Linked DNA regions of Bos taurus: region 1 is linked to region 2. A link is a contact called in public Hi-C data. All regions are on one chromosome and are shown on one strand. The core of a region is the stretch at or near the end of the contact, and the rest is flanking DNA. Distances in the headings are between cores, read along the strand shown. Region 1 has its middle 13 kb from the start of SNX20. Region 2 holds the start of CNEP1R1 (CTD nuclear envelope phosphatase 1 regulatory subunit 1).

Region 1 (6,501 bases), core at 587-3,086, 610 kb after region 2:
TGGGTCTCTCATCCTCCCATAGGAGACCTTGGGCATGTTCTTCTCAAGTCAACGGCAGAAACTCAAGAGTACAAGCGAAACACACAAGGTCTCTTGAGGTGAAAGCTTGGAACAAGTGCACTGTCCCCTCTGCCACATCATACTGGCCAAAGCAAGGACTTAAGGAGTAGGGAAACTGACCCTGCCTTTGTAGAGAGAGGAAGTAGGATCACAGGGCAAATGACATGGTGATCGGGAGGGATAAAGAACTGTGGTCATACCTGCAATTCACCACTTGATTTAAATGAAGCACCTGTGAGGATCTCCCTGCCCCACTAGCAGAGTGTTATTTCTGAGGGTCTACCTTCACAATTCGTTCCTGGGGTTTAAGGAAAGTGTGGACTGGAGTCCGAGCACCACACTAGCTGCGTAAGTACGAAGTTTCTCGGCCTGCATCACTCACTAGTCTGAGGGCTGAAGTTCATGTGATCACGTGAACCCCGAACCCCAGCCCATCCCCAATGGTTTAGCGCTGGAAGGCAGCACAGGCTAGGGGCAGAAGCCTCGGGCTCAAACCCCAGGCCTGAGTGCTGCGTTGCCTGGTGCACGATAAATACTGAACTCATGATTGTTGCATTTATTCATTCTTCTATAAAAATGTTTTTACCATGAAATACACCATAAACAGAAAGTGCATAAATGCAATCGTATAACTTAACAAATTATTACAGCACAAATACCCTGCAACCATCACCCAGGACTAAGAACAGAACACGACCCATACCACAGAGATGCTCACTGCCGCCTCCTATCAGCCGCCCCTTTGTGCCCCAGAAATAATAGCCACTATCTCAACCCTCTCTGCTTTTTCTCCCTTTTGGTAGTTTTGCCATCTCAGCATGGTGCCTTCACCTCTATCATTTAGTTCCTCCTCTTCTTGAGCATCATTCAGTGGAATCACACAGGCTATATTCCTTTGTGTCTAACTTCAGCCACTCAGTCCTATTTATGAGATCCATCCATGTTATTGTGTACGTGTCTAATGTTTTCATGGCTCTATAATATCCCAGCATATGAAGGTACCACCATTTGCTTATCTGCTTGACTGCTGATGAAGATGTGGGTTGTTTCTAGATGGGGAATATTCTGGGGTGGGGGGGTAGTCCTGCTCTGAAATTCTAATTCATGTCTTTTGTTGATGGTGGTGTCTGTCTATCTATAGGGTATATTCTTAAGAGCGGATTGTGGGTCCTCACAGAGTTGTCCACATTCAGCTTTAGTAGACGGTGCCTGATGTGCAAATGCACCCTCTAACAAGCAAAGCAGATTTCTCTTCTCTCTGTTCTCTCACTTTCCCCCTCTTTCTCCCTCCCATTTACTTACTGGTTCAACTCACAGTTGACCAACAGTCTCGAGAGGGAGTCCAGGTAGCTAATGACGAAAAGAAGTCAAGTTATGTGGCCCTTCTCTCTCCCCCAGTTCCGCCGGCAGATGGATGGGAAGCCCCAAGTACCATCTGGGTCCTCAAGAGGTCCAAGGTGGGATCTGGGGAGGGGCGTGGCACCCAAGGCCTCCGTCCTGGAAAGCCACCGGGCAGGGCTTTGTGGGTGCCCACTCCCCCTCCCAGCCCCACCCCCCGATATTGGGGAAAGGCCCCTCGCCCTCCCTCAGAAACCAGCCGGCCAAACTGCTGTCGGACCGCGGAGCGCAGCGCCTGGACCCGTCCTGTTGCCGGAGGCTCCTGCGCGCCACTGCTTATTTTCACCCGCCCGTTTTGTTCGGAGTTGCGGTGTCACTGCCTCCTGCTGATTGGTCCGAGGAGGTGGAGGGGAGGCAGCGAGCAGGCCTCCTGCCCTGTTGGGTGTGTGAGCTGGGGGAAGAGGACGAAGGAGCAGAAACCGAGAAGTGAGGTCCTGAACCCCGAGTGGGTACCCTTCAAACAACACGGGAGGTGGAAAGTAGCGGTGAAGAGGCAGCGAAGCCTCAGCGCTTTCCCAGAAAAGCTGTTTCTTTTCAGCATTATTTTAACCCCCTTCCGACGGTTTTTCAGACTCTTGTTTTTTCCTTTCTAGAGAAACACTCAATTTCCTTCTTGCTTAAATGCTTTTTCTCCAGCGCAGCCCGCGAGGCTTTAGGATCCGCCGGTGCAGCAGCGCCATCTGCTGCTTATTTTTAAAATTGCGGCGGAATAGATCCTCGCCAGGTCCCGCCTTCTTCCAGAAAGCACAGATGGAAAGGGGAAAAGAAACATTTTTACAACCATAAAAATGATCAGGAAGCCTATGAGACATGTTCATACTCACTAGAAACAAGGAAAAGACACTAAATCATGGATACCATTTCTCACTATCACATTAAAAATAGTTTTAAAATGCTAACATCTGGTGTTACGGCAGTTTCAGGGAAATGGGCATCTCTTAGGGGCTACCCTTGTGGCTCAGCTGGTAAAGAATCCGCCTGCAATGCGGGAGACCTGGCTTCGATCCGTGGGTCGGGGGGATCCTCTGGAGAAGGGAAAGGCTACCCACTCCAGTATTCTGGCCTGGAGAATTCTGTGGACTGTGTAGTCCATGGGGTAGCAAAGAGACACGCCTGAGCGACTTTCACTTCATTTCACTTCACTTCATTCACACTCAGCTGCTAGAGGAGCAGGTTAGTTTAGCCTCTCCAGAGAGGGGATTAATGTTATCAAAATCAGTAACCGTGTTTATGATTCAGAAATACCTCTGCTAGAAATTGCCTTGTGCTGGGCTGCTGTGCTTAGCTGCTTGGTCGTGTCCAGCTCTTTGGGACCACATTGACCGTAGCCCGCCAGGCTCCTCTGTCCACGGGGATTCTCCAGGCAAGAATACTGGAGTGGGTTGCCATGCCCTCCTCAGAAACTGCCTTAAGAAAGCACAAATACAAAAAAGATATTGGATCAAGACATTGGCTGCCCTGCTGGCTGCATTCAGAAAAATTCGGAACCTTACAAGACACTTAAAATAGTGGTGGCACATACATTAGAAATCTATGTTGTTAGAAATAGCATGGAAGAATATTACATATTCTAGGGAAATGCTCATGATATATAGATAAAATTTAATCACTCTAATCATCGTTTAATTTATCACATTAAGTATACTATAATGGTGGCTGCGTGCGTGCATGCTCATTCGCTCAGTTGTATCCAGCTCTTTGCAACCCCATGGACTATAGCCTGCCAAGCTTCTCTGCCCATGGAATTTTCCAGGCAAGAATACTGGAATGGGTTACCATTTCCTCCTCCAAGGGATCTTCTCGACCCAAGGATCGAACTCAAGTCTCCTGTGTCTCCTGCATAGGCAGGTGGATTCTTTACCACTGGGCCACGAGGGAAGCCATAATGGTGCATACTTCTGTGTAAATGCATAGAATGTACAACACCCCAGGTAAACCCTAGTGTAAACCATGGGCTCCGAGTGACAATGATGTGTCACTGCAAGTTCATCAGTTGTAACACACTTACCCCTCTGGTGGGGAATGTTCATCGTGGGGAGTGGTTGCATGTGGGTGGGCAGGGGATATGAGAAATATCTGTACTTTCCACTCAATCTTACTGCGGAACCTAAAACTGCTCTTAAAAAAAATGTCTATTTAGAAGTTTAGAAAGTGGATTACAATGTGGAGACCAATTTGTGGTGAAGGCCAGGGGAATTCATTGCAGTCTGTCCCGCCTGTTCATTGTGGTCAGTAAAAGGACATGTGGCTGGGTGTTTCCTACACATCCTTCAAGCTAGAGCTTTGTGGGAGCCCTATGGTGGGGGGGGGGTTGCCGAGAAGGAACATCTGAGCCTGGTGCTGCTACAGCCGTCTTGGCACCAGGAGCAGAGCTTGTTGAGAGAGAAGGCAAAGCCGAGGAAAGAGACACAGAGAGAAAGCGAAAGTGAGAAAGAAACCAGACGAGGATGTCAGGGTTTGAGTTTTTGGCTCCAATTTGGCTTGAAGCTAAGCTACTCCTAGGCTTTTCAGAGAATACATTTCTCTTTGTCAGATTACCCTGGCTTTCTGTCACTTGTAAACCCACAGGCCTGTGTGCCCTAAACACAAATTTCCAGCTCATTCACATTGCAGCAGGCCAGTGACTGAGAAGGGCCATGGCACGGATGGCGTTGCCAGGCGGTTTTCTGTCAGTACCTGGAACCCTTCCTCTCAATGGGCACAGCCAGGAAGCACCTTGGGGAAGGGATGTCCTGGGCCTGTCTGCTGCTTTCCTGGGCCCAGGCCTGGGCTGAGGCTCCCTGGGCACAGAGGAGTTTCCTGCCACAGGGTTATACTTCTGCGAGGCTGCCTCCTCAGCCTCCCCTACGGCTCCTTTAAACACCTCCTCCTCCAAGAAGCCCTCCCTGACCATCTGGGGAGAGACCATTCTGTCCCAGCTTCAGTTTGCTCTGTGAGTGCCTCCCTTATAATGAGCAGCTCCATGAGGGCAGGGACCCGATCTTCCAGCTCACCGCTATGTCCCTAGCTCTTGCCAGAGTCTGGCATAGAGTAGGAGCATCATTCATCATTATTTTCTGAGAGATGAGAAGCAGGCAGACAGGTAAGGCTAGTGAGGGGCTCTATTCTGCTGACTGGGTGGGTGGGGCTTGTGCGGGGCTTGTGCAGGGCCTCTTGCAGGGAAGGGCATTGGCTCTTCCCAGGGGAAGTTTCTGGCTTTGAATGAATCAGAACTCTCCCTGCATTTAGGGGATCTTAGCTGATGTCAGTCTGTGAAGCCCAGAATTGGAGCCCGGGTACCACTTCCCAACTGGGGTGAGGAAGCCAAGGATGTCAAAGATGAAACCAGGCCCACGATCAAGGAACCGGACAGAGAGCAGGGCTGATACGGAGCATGGGAAAGGGATGGGGGTCAGGGCCATGGGAGCAAGGCCCCAGCTGGACTGAGACAATGCACAGAGAATACTGGATGATCCAGGTCATGTGGTCAGCAGCTTATTTCCCTTTGCAGTAGTTTTCATTTCTTCCGAGTAAATCCAAGAGCAGTCTCAATGTGGTGATTACAGGTCTCTAAGGCTTGTCTCTTGTCTCTTTGTTAACAGAGGACATCGGCGGCCTCAGACTCAAGGCCTATCTCAGACAAAGGCTGTGGAGGTGTAAAAACCACAAGCGGTTTCATTGTATTTATTTTTATAGCCACCTCCTCATTATAGCAAGTGATTCTGATTGTCCATGGAGGGTCATATGAGGAAGTTTCTTTTCCAATGGACATAAGTAAAAGGAGATCGCCAGAAGGAAAACGGCTAGTGGATGCTAGAACAGATGGCAGCGCTGTTGGGCCCCCAAGGAGGGTTCTGGAAAGGCAGCGCAGGAGGACCGGATGCTCCGGAGGCGCCTGGAGAGTCTGGCTGGGGACATGGTGGGAGGACTGGATGCTCCAGAGGCGCCTGGAGAGTCTGGCTGGGGACATGGTGGGAGACCCCTGCCCCCAGCAGGTGGAACTGGAAGAGGCCGTCACCGAGCTAAGGGCATGTAGGCAATAGGTCCAGAGCCCACCCTGAACAGAGCTTTCTGCCTGATAGGATAGCCACCCCAGCTCAGGCCTCAATACTGACCCTGTGCCCCCGGGCCCAGCTGGGTGACCCCTCAAAAACCTCTTGGAATCCCAGCCCCGGATTAGTCTGACCATATCCTTTTGATGTGGACACCCCCGGCCCAGTCCTGGAGCTGCCCTGTCTCATTGCATGACCTTGAGTGAGTCCCCTCTCCAGGCCTCAGTTTCCCCACCTATAAACAGAGAAGAGTGTGATGATGACCTTTAAGGGACCTCTCCCCAGGGACATATCGGCAAACCCTCTCCTCCCAGTCCTCCAATGTGGGGCTCAGGGAGGAAAGCGCAGGCTGGAGGTCACACAGGCCTGGGCTTAATTTCCTGCTTTCCCCGTTGTTGGCTGTGTCATCTTGGGTAAGTCACTTAAGCTCTTGGTATCTGTGTCCTCATCTGTTGTATGGGATAAGGACATCTCCTGGGCATCATTGGACTGGCAGTAAGCAGGGAAGCCCTAGACACACAGTAGGGCTCCAAACATGCTGGGAGCCATGGTTTCCCTATCCCGGCTTGCGGGTAAGGACCTGCCGGCCTCCCCAGGCATGGGGTCTCATAAGGATGATGAATCCCGTCCAAAGGGAGACCACGGGGCTCTTGTGTCACCAGGCAGCAGGAGGGAGAGGCTGCTGTGAATGGGTCCCCTGCAGGCTCTGGGGACAAATGCTCAGAACAGGTTCTGGATAGGGGAGTGACTGGTATGCTACTTCCACCAAGAGTTCCTGGGGCCCTGGACTGGAGCATGTGTACCCATGAGGGCTTGGGCTGGGAGGAGATGGGGCAGCCAGGAACCCGGACAGCAGACTGCCCAGGCTCTGTGGATGATTCGCATCAAGGCACCTTCAAGTCAGTTCAACAGAGGCCTTCTCAAACTTTAACCTGCATCCAAAGGAATCACCTTCGAGGGGCAGGAAGGGGAAGGGGCGAGGGAGTCTTGTTAACAGGCAGATTCTGGTTCA
Region 2 (6,852 bases), core at 3,939-6,438:
ATCCAGCTTGAACATCTGGAAGTTCATGGTTCATGTACTGTTGAAGCCTGGCTTGGAGAATTTTGAACATTACTTTGCTAGTGTGTGAGATGAATGCAATTGCTTGGGAGTTTGAACATTCTTTGGCATTGCCTTTCTTTGGGATTGGAATGAAAACTGACCTTTTCCAGTCTTGTGGCCACTGCCGAGTTTTCCAAATTTGCTGGCATATTGAGTGCAGCACTTTCACAGCATCATCTTTTAGGATTTGAAATAGCTCAACTGGAATTCCATCACCTCTACTAGTTTTGTTTGTAGTGATGCTTCCTAAAGGCCCACTTGACTTCACATTCCAGGATGCCTGTCTCTAGGTGGGTGATCACACCATCATGGTTAGCTGGGTCATGAAGATCTTTTTTGTATAGTTCTTCTGTATATTCTTGCCACCTCTTCTTAGTATATTCTACTTCTCCAGGGGATCTTTGCAACCCAGGGATCTAATCCAGGTCTCCCACATTGCAGGTAGATTCTTTACCAGCTGAACCACAAGGGAAGCCCAAGAATACTGAAGTGGGTAGCCTATTCCTTCTCCAGTGGATCTTCCTGACCTGGGAATTGAACCATGGTCTCCTGCTTTACAGGCAGATTCTTTACCAACTGAACTATGAGGGAAGTTCTTTTCAGTGCATAGATGTATAATAATGAAAAAATAAGAATAAAATTGCTATTGGTAGAGCCATTTTAGAAAATAGTACAGAGATTTAATTTTAAAAATTTAAAATAGGGAATTCCCAGATGCTCCTGTGGTTAGGGCTCTGTACTTTCACTGCTGTGGCCTGGGTTCAACCCCTGGTCAGGGAACCAAGATCCCACCAGCTGAACAGCATGGCCAAAAAAAATAAAAATAAAATACTATCATTTGATCTAGAAAGAAACCCCACTTCTAGGGATATATCTGAAGGAAATTAAATCAGTATATCAAAGAGCTATCTGCACCCCCAAGTTCATCATAGCGTTATTCACAACAGCCAACATGTGGAAACAATCTACCTGAGTGTCTGTTGGTGGTTGAATGGATAAAGAAAACGTGAGCTACACACACACACACACACACAGAGGAATACTATTTGACTATATAAAAGATTGAAATCTTGCCATTTGTGACAGCATAGATGAGCTTTGAGGATATAATTCTAAATGAGCTAGACATGGAAACTACTGTGTTATCTTATTTAAATGTAGGATCTAAAGAAGTTGAACTCATAGAAGCAGAAAGTAGAACGGTGGTTGTAGGCACTGAGGGATGGGGGAAATGGGCGAATGTTGGTGAAAAGGTGTAAATTCTTAGTTATAAGATGAATAGTTCTAGAAATGTACAGCACGGTGACTGTAGTTAATAATAATAAACTATAACTAAAGAGCCTCTTGATAAAAGAGGAGAGTGAAAAACTTGGCTTAAAGCTCAACATTCAGAAAACGAAGATCATGGCATCTGGTCCCATCACTTCATGGCTAATAGATGGGGAAACAGTGTCAGACTTTATTTTTCTGGGCTCCAAAATCACTGCAGATGGTGATTGCAGCCATGAAATTACAAGACGCTTACTCCTTGGAAGGAAAGTTATGACCAACCTAGACAGCATATTCAAAAGCAGAGATATTACTTTGCCAACAAATGTCCGTCTAGTCAAGGCTATGGCTTTTCCAGTGGTCATGTTATGGATGTGAGAGTTGGACTGTCAAGAAGGCTGAGCGCCGAAGAATTGATGCTTTTGAACTGTGGTGTTGGAGAAGACTCTTGAGAGTCCCTTGGACTGCAAGGAGATCCAACCAGTCCATTCTGAAGGAGATCAGCCCTGGGATTTCTTTGGAGGGAATGATGCTAAAGCTGAAACTCCAGTACTTTGGCCACCTCATAAGAAGAGTTGACTGATTGGAAAAGACTCTGATGCTGGGAGGGATTGGGGGCAGGAGGAGAAGGGGACGACAGAGAATGAGATGGCTGGATGGCATCACTGACTCGATGGACCTGAGTCTGAGTGATCTCCAGGAGTTGGTGATGGACAGGGAGGCCTGACGTGCTGTGATTCATGGGGTCGCACAGAGTCGGACACGACTGAGCGACTGAACTGAACTGAATTGTAAAGTAGGTCCTTGTCAGTTATGCATTTCAAATACCGCAATGTGTTCTCTCAAACTCCCAAACTCCCTAACTATCCCTCCCCCTAACCCTTCTCCCTCATAAACCATAAGTTCATTGTCTAAGTCTGACGTCAAACCAACTTTGCATTCATGGGATAAATCACACTTCACCTTGTTGTATACTCCTTTTTATATGTTGCTGGATCTGATTTGCTAATTCTTTAAAGAATTTTTATGTCCATATTCATAGCAGATATTCATGTATTTTTAAAGGGATGATGGTGGGTGTCAAATTGCCATGGTATTTTGATTCCATTGAATACCTTTAAAAGAGTCACATAAGAGTTTACTTCCAAATGTCAATATTTACAATACTATAAAATACATCTTTTACAAGGATTCAAGTCCATGATGAAAATCTCAGATGTAGCTTCTGAAACATGTGAGGAGGCATACAATTTGTCAAAATTATTTTAGAAGGTGTCACCATGGAGATGGCAGGAAGATCCCTGTTGTAGTCACTCCAAGGGGCCATTGGAGGTTCCTGAGGACAACGTGTGATCTTTTAGTATTTTACAAATCACTATTTGGCAAAAGGGTGGGAACAGGAGGCTGGTGAGAGGCCACAGCTGTAAATCCAGGCTATACGGTGGCTTGGATTAGAGTGGGAGCTGCAGAGGTGGTGAGAAGTGATTAAATTTTAAATCGATGTGGATGGTAGAGCCAAGAGATTTGCTATAGAATCTGATCCACCGTGTGGAGAGAGAGAGGGAGAGAGAGTCAAGGATAATCCCAGCGGAAGTGTTTGGAGCTAATCAACTCATCTGCCTATTTCTAAACTCAACCCTAAAATGGATTTGATAACAACTTTTGGTTCATATTGCTGCTGTGGGGTTTAAGGAGGTTTACATACTCCTGAACTATAAAAGATATAGCACCAGACCTCCAGGAAAATAGAAGAAACTTTAGTTATTGTATTGGCTATCCCTCTTTGAAGCAGATCTTCATCTTATCACTGATGTTTTAAGGGTCTTCAGTGTTCTTTTGTTTTTACACTAAACACTATCTTTTACACAGGGCAGAAGACCCCAGAGGGAGACCTTTGCATTCTCGGCTTATATCCCAGTGTCTGAAACATGTATTCCTTAAATATTTGTTAACTATCTTCTTGACAAATCTCATTGATATAATGTTTCTACAAATCTATATCCTTTGGTCTCCCCATTACTTCAGGTTTAAAATTTTTTAGCCTGGCTATGAGCCCCTATTTTCCTCTCTTCCTCCCCTCACTGTTCCCCAGGCCCCCGTGATCCATACATGCAGGTGCCAATAACAGGATAAAAATATACACCCTTTCAAAGGCATGTTCAATGTTTTTTTTTTTTTTTTGAACACAGATGAAAATGAATCTGTGACATGAGTGTGTGACTGATACACACACTTCTGGGCAAGTTTGTTTTACTTTTCTCATTGTAAATGAGCCTATTAATACCTACATTGGTGGCTTTCAACCTTTTTTTTTGTTGGAATGCTCAGTTACATATATGTTTTACATTATGATCAGAACATAGCACATATGTAATACACACACAAACAAAATAAAGAATCATGAAATGACACATTCTTACTTCTAGTGATGCTAATATTTTAAGTTTTACTTTAGCTCATATTTACAAAATAACAATTATGGCTCATTTCATGCCTTTCATGATCTTCTCAGGGGTTTTGACCCACAGTTTAAAAAAAGATTGTGTTGGAGCGCTAAATGAGATAATGTATGTAAAGGGTTTGGCTCAGAGGAAGGCTCTGGAAGTGTTAGGGTAAAGGAACCTACAAAGTGAAGTAATGGGCAAGAATGTGTTAGTTCTAATAGCAAGTGGGGAAGAGGAAAACTGAAGGATGAGTAAATAAAATACCAACAGTGAAAAAATCCCAGTGCCACTTGGAGCTTCTTAGCACCTATCTTTGTATAGCCAGTTGCTTTTTGGGGCTCTCAAATCAAACGTCCCGCCCTATGTATTAAATAGCTCTTCCCTAGAACTAGTTCGGAGAAGGCAATGGCACCCCACTCCAGTACTCTTGCCTGGAAAATCCCATGGACGGAGGAGCCTGGTAGGCTGCAGTCCATGGGGTCGCTAAGAATCCGATAGGACTGAGCGATTGACTTCACTTTCACTTTTCACTTTCATGCATTGGAGAAGGAAATGGCAACCCACTCCAGTGTTCTTGCCTGGAGAATCCCAGGGACGGGGGAGCCTGATGGGCTGCCGTCTATGGGGTCACACAGAGTGTACACGACTGAAGCGACTTAGCAGCAGCAGCAGCAGCAGAACTAGTTCCCATTTCCCACCACCAACCACCCCACCATCCACCTCCCACTCTTATCTCATTGTATCCTATTACCCTGTTACTTCCTTCACAGAACCAAGATTATCTGAAATTAACGATCTATTTGCATGTTTATTGTCTGCTGTAACCCTTCCATTTTGAGGATAGGAATCTTGTCTATCTTGCTAAACTGAATCCCTGATAAATACAGTGCCTGCCAGACATGCAATAGTTCTTGAATGAATGAGTGACCACAAGGAAAGGAGCAAGAAAGCGTTTTAATCAAATATAAATGTAGTCAATGCCTTACAGATTTTTTTTAAAGTTCCAGAACACTTTGCTCATTTTACTATTTATGAAAATTGGATGTCATGAGAAAAAATAACCAAGGGAGAAATGTGTACTTAAAGGGTTCGTCGTCGTTCAGTCGCTCAGTCATATCCGACTCTTGGCGACCCCATGGACTGCAGCACGCCAGGCTTATTTAAGTAATGAAAGAATCAAGCCGGAAACTAGAAATACACACACGAATGAATGAACTTTCCGGGACAGGCTGCAGTTCCTCCCCAGGGCAGGAGGCGGCGCTAGTGTCACGTCAACTCAGCCGCCGACAACTCTTGGTCCCTCTGGCTGACCGTCCAACGCCGGTGCCCGAGGACCGTGAGGGAACTAGCCAGTAGAAAGCCGTCTTAGTTATAGGGTCTGGCGGAAATGTCCAATGAGAGTAGCGGGTCTATTCAAGGGGCGGTGCCAAGAAGAGGGGCGGAGGGAAGCGGTTAGAGGTGGGAGTTGGCGCTGCGGGCCGGGTAGGGACCGCGGAGCTGAGATGCGGACGGGGCCGCGCCGGTGACCGGAGCTGCCGCCCGACATGAACTCGCTGGAGCAGGCGGAAGGTAGGGTGCGCCTCCTGGGTCCTTCCCTAACTCCTCCCGGAAGCTTGCGGGGCTCTCGAGGCGCCGGAATCGTGGGAACTGGTCGGGAGAGAGGAGGCCGCGAAGGATGGACTGACGGGGCCCGGAGCTGGGGGCGCGGGGGCCGGCCCAGGGGCCAAGGGGCGGCCGGACACGGCCAGGCACTGCTTCCGGCGCGCCTGGCCTCCGCCGGCGCTGGAGAGGCGCTGCGTCAGCTCCCCCCTCATTCCCCCTGCGTGGACCAGGGAGCTTCTCGCCCGGTTACTTCTATTTCTTACTCGTTAGCAAACGGTTGTACTTTGTGCCTTGTAGGGCGCTAACTCACTTTATTTTTTTCTGATAGTCGTTAAGAGTTGTATCCCTAATTCCTGCCTTGGTTTTTGGTAACTGCCGGGGTAAGGGAGTGCTTCTTGCTCTCCTTTTTAAAGTTTGAAAAGCGCAACTGAAAATGATACCTTACCTTGCTCATTCAGAGGGAACACCTTAAACGCCCCTGTCTTGTAGAACTAGGCGTCGGCGCTCCAGAAGTGCCACATAGATCGTCTTGTAAGCTCTTGGGAGGCTGGAAAAGGGAGCGTCTTTCCATTACTCCTCCGTTAGCTGTATCAGTCCAGTAAGAGCAGACTGAAAGCGTAGCTGTTAATTAAACATAAGGGCATCGAGACTTTGGTCCTAGGAAAGACATTATCCAAATACGGAGTTCTTGATTCCAACAGAGTTAAAACTCGACTTGATTTTGATCCTTTTTTTGCAACCCCAAATTTCTAGCTTTTGGCGCCGACTGAGGCTGCTGCTGATTTTCCACATACCATTTTACGAGGAACCAGCTAGTTTTCTTATATGTGAAATTGGAACTATAGAAACCTAGTGTTTCTGTCAAGTGCATAAAGGTGTCATAGTGAAGAAGTAAACAGTGCAGTCATACGTGTAAGTTGGTGTGCAAGACCTGAAGCAGTTAGAGTATTTAAAATTCATCGTAATAGATTCAGACTAGTAAGAGTAGCTAATTTCAAAATTGAAATCTTTTTACTTAGATCTCAAGGCTTTCGAGAGGAGACTTACTGAATATATTCATTGTTTGCAACCTGCCACTGGACGTTGGAGAAGTAAGTGCTTAGACATTTTTTTAAAGGAAAATAAGCTGACAGTTGATACTTTTATTCTACCTAGCAGTGATTTGCTTTCACGTAAAACTTTTGATTAACGAATGCTTGCTTAAAAAGCAAACAAATGCTTGCTTTATTAAACCATAAGGTTCCCTTTTGTTTTGACAGTTTTAGATCTATTTAATTTTGTAAATAACAGCATTTTAAAGAAATTTTAAGAAAAGAAACTGACAGCCCTAAAAGGATAGTCTTATTTTGTGTGGTTGAATTTTTATTTTTATATTAAAATACATATATTTTGTTAGACATATATGGCAAATCTGGTTACCAGAACACGTGATAAAAATTTCAGTGATCTGTTTAGCAGTTTTACAGTTTTGCCTATA

Evidence for each region. Hi-C and Micro-C count contacts between places; a contact is called where the count stands out from the background.
Region 1: a Hi-C map of liver shows a contact between it and region 2, with 7 times the contacts expected there. The contact joins the enhancer-like site here to the promoter of CNEP1R1 in region 2. A contact is called at or near these places in 3 of 11 Hi-C or Micro-C datasets (liver and skeletal muscle).

Annotation. Positions count from the first base shown.
Region 1 is chr18:19,057,750-19,064,250 of ARS-UCD2.0, forward strand. No RefSeq gene overlaps it. Among named protein-coding and RNA genes, the nearest start is that of SNX20, 13 kb to the right of the region's middle. Within about 2 kb of position 1,837, at least 25 of the 102 cell types and tissues checked have an H3K27ac peak or open chromatin away from gene starts, as enhancers often do. A contact at or near this core is called in liver, where this site is marked.
Region 2 is chr18:18,445,688-18,452,539 of ARS-UCD2.0, forward strand. It overlaps CNEP1R1 (CTD nuclear envelope phosphatase 1 regulatory subunit 1), which reads left to right and starts at 5,189. Exons shown (of 6, transcript NM_001034303.2): 1 at 5,189-5,342; 2 at 6,395-6,466. The coding sequence starts at 5,318.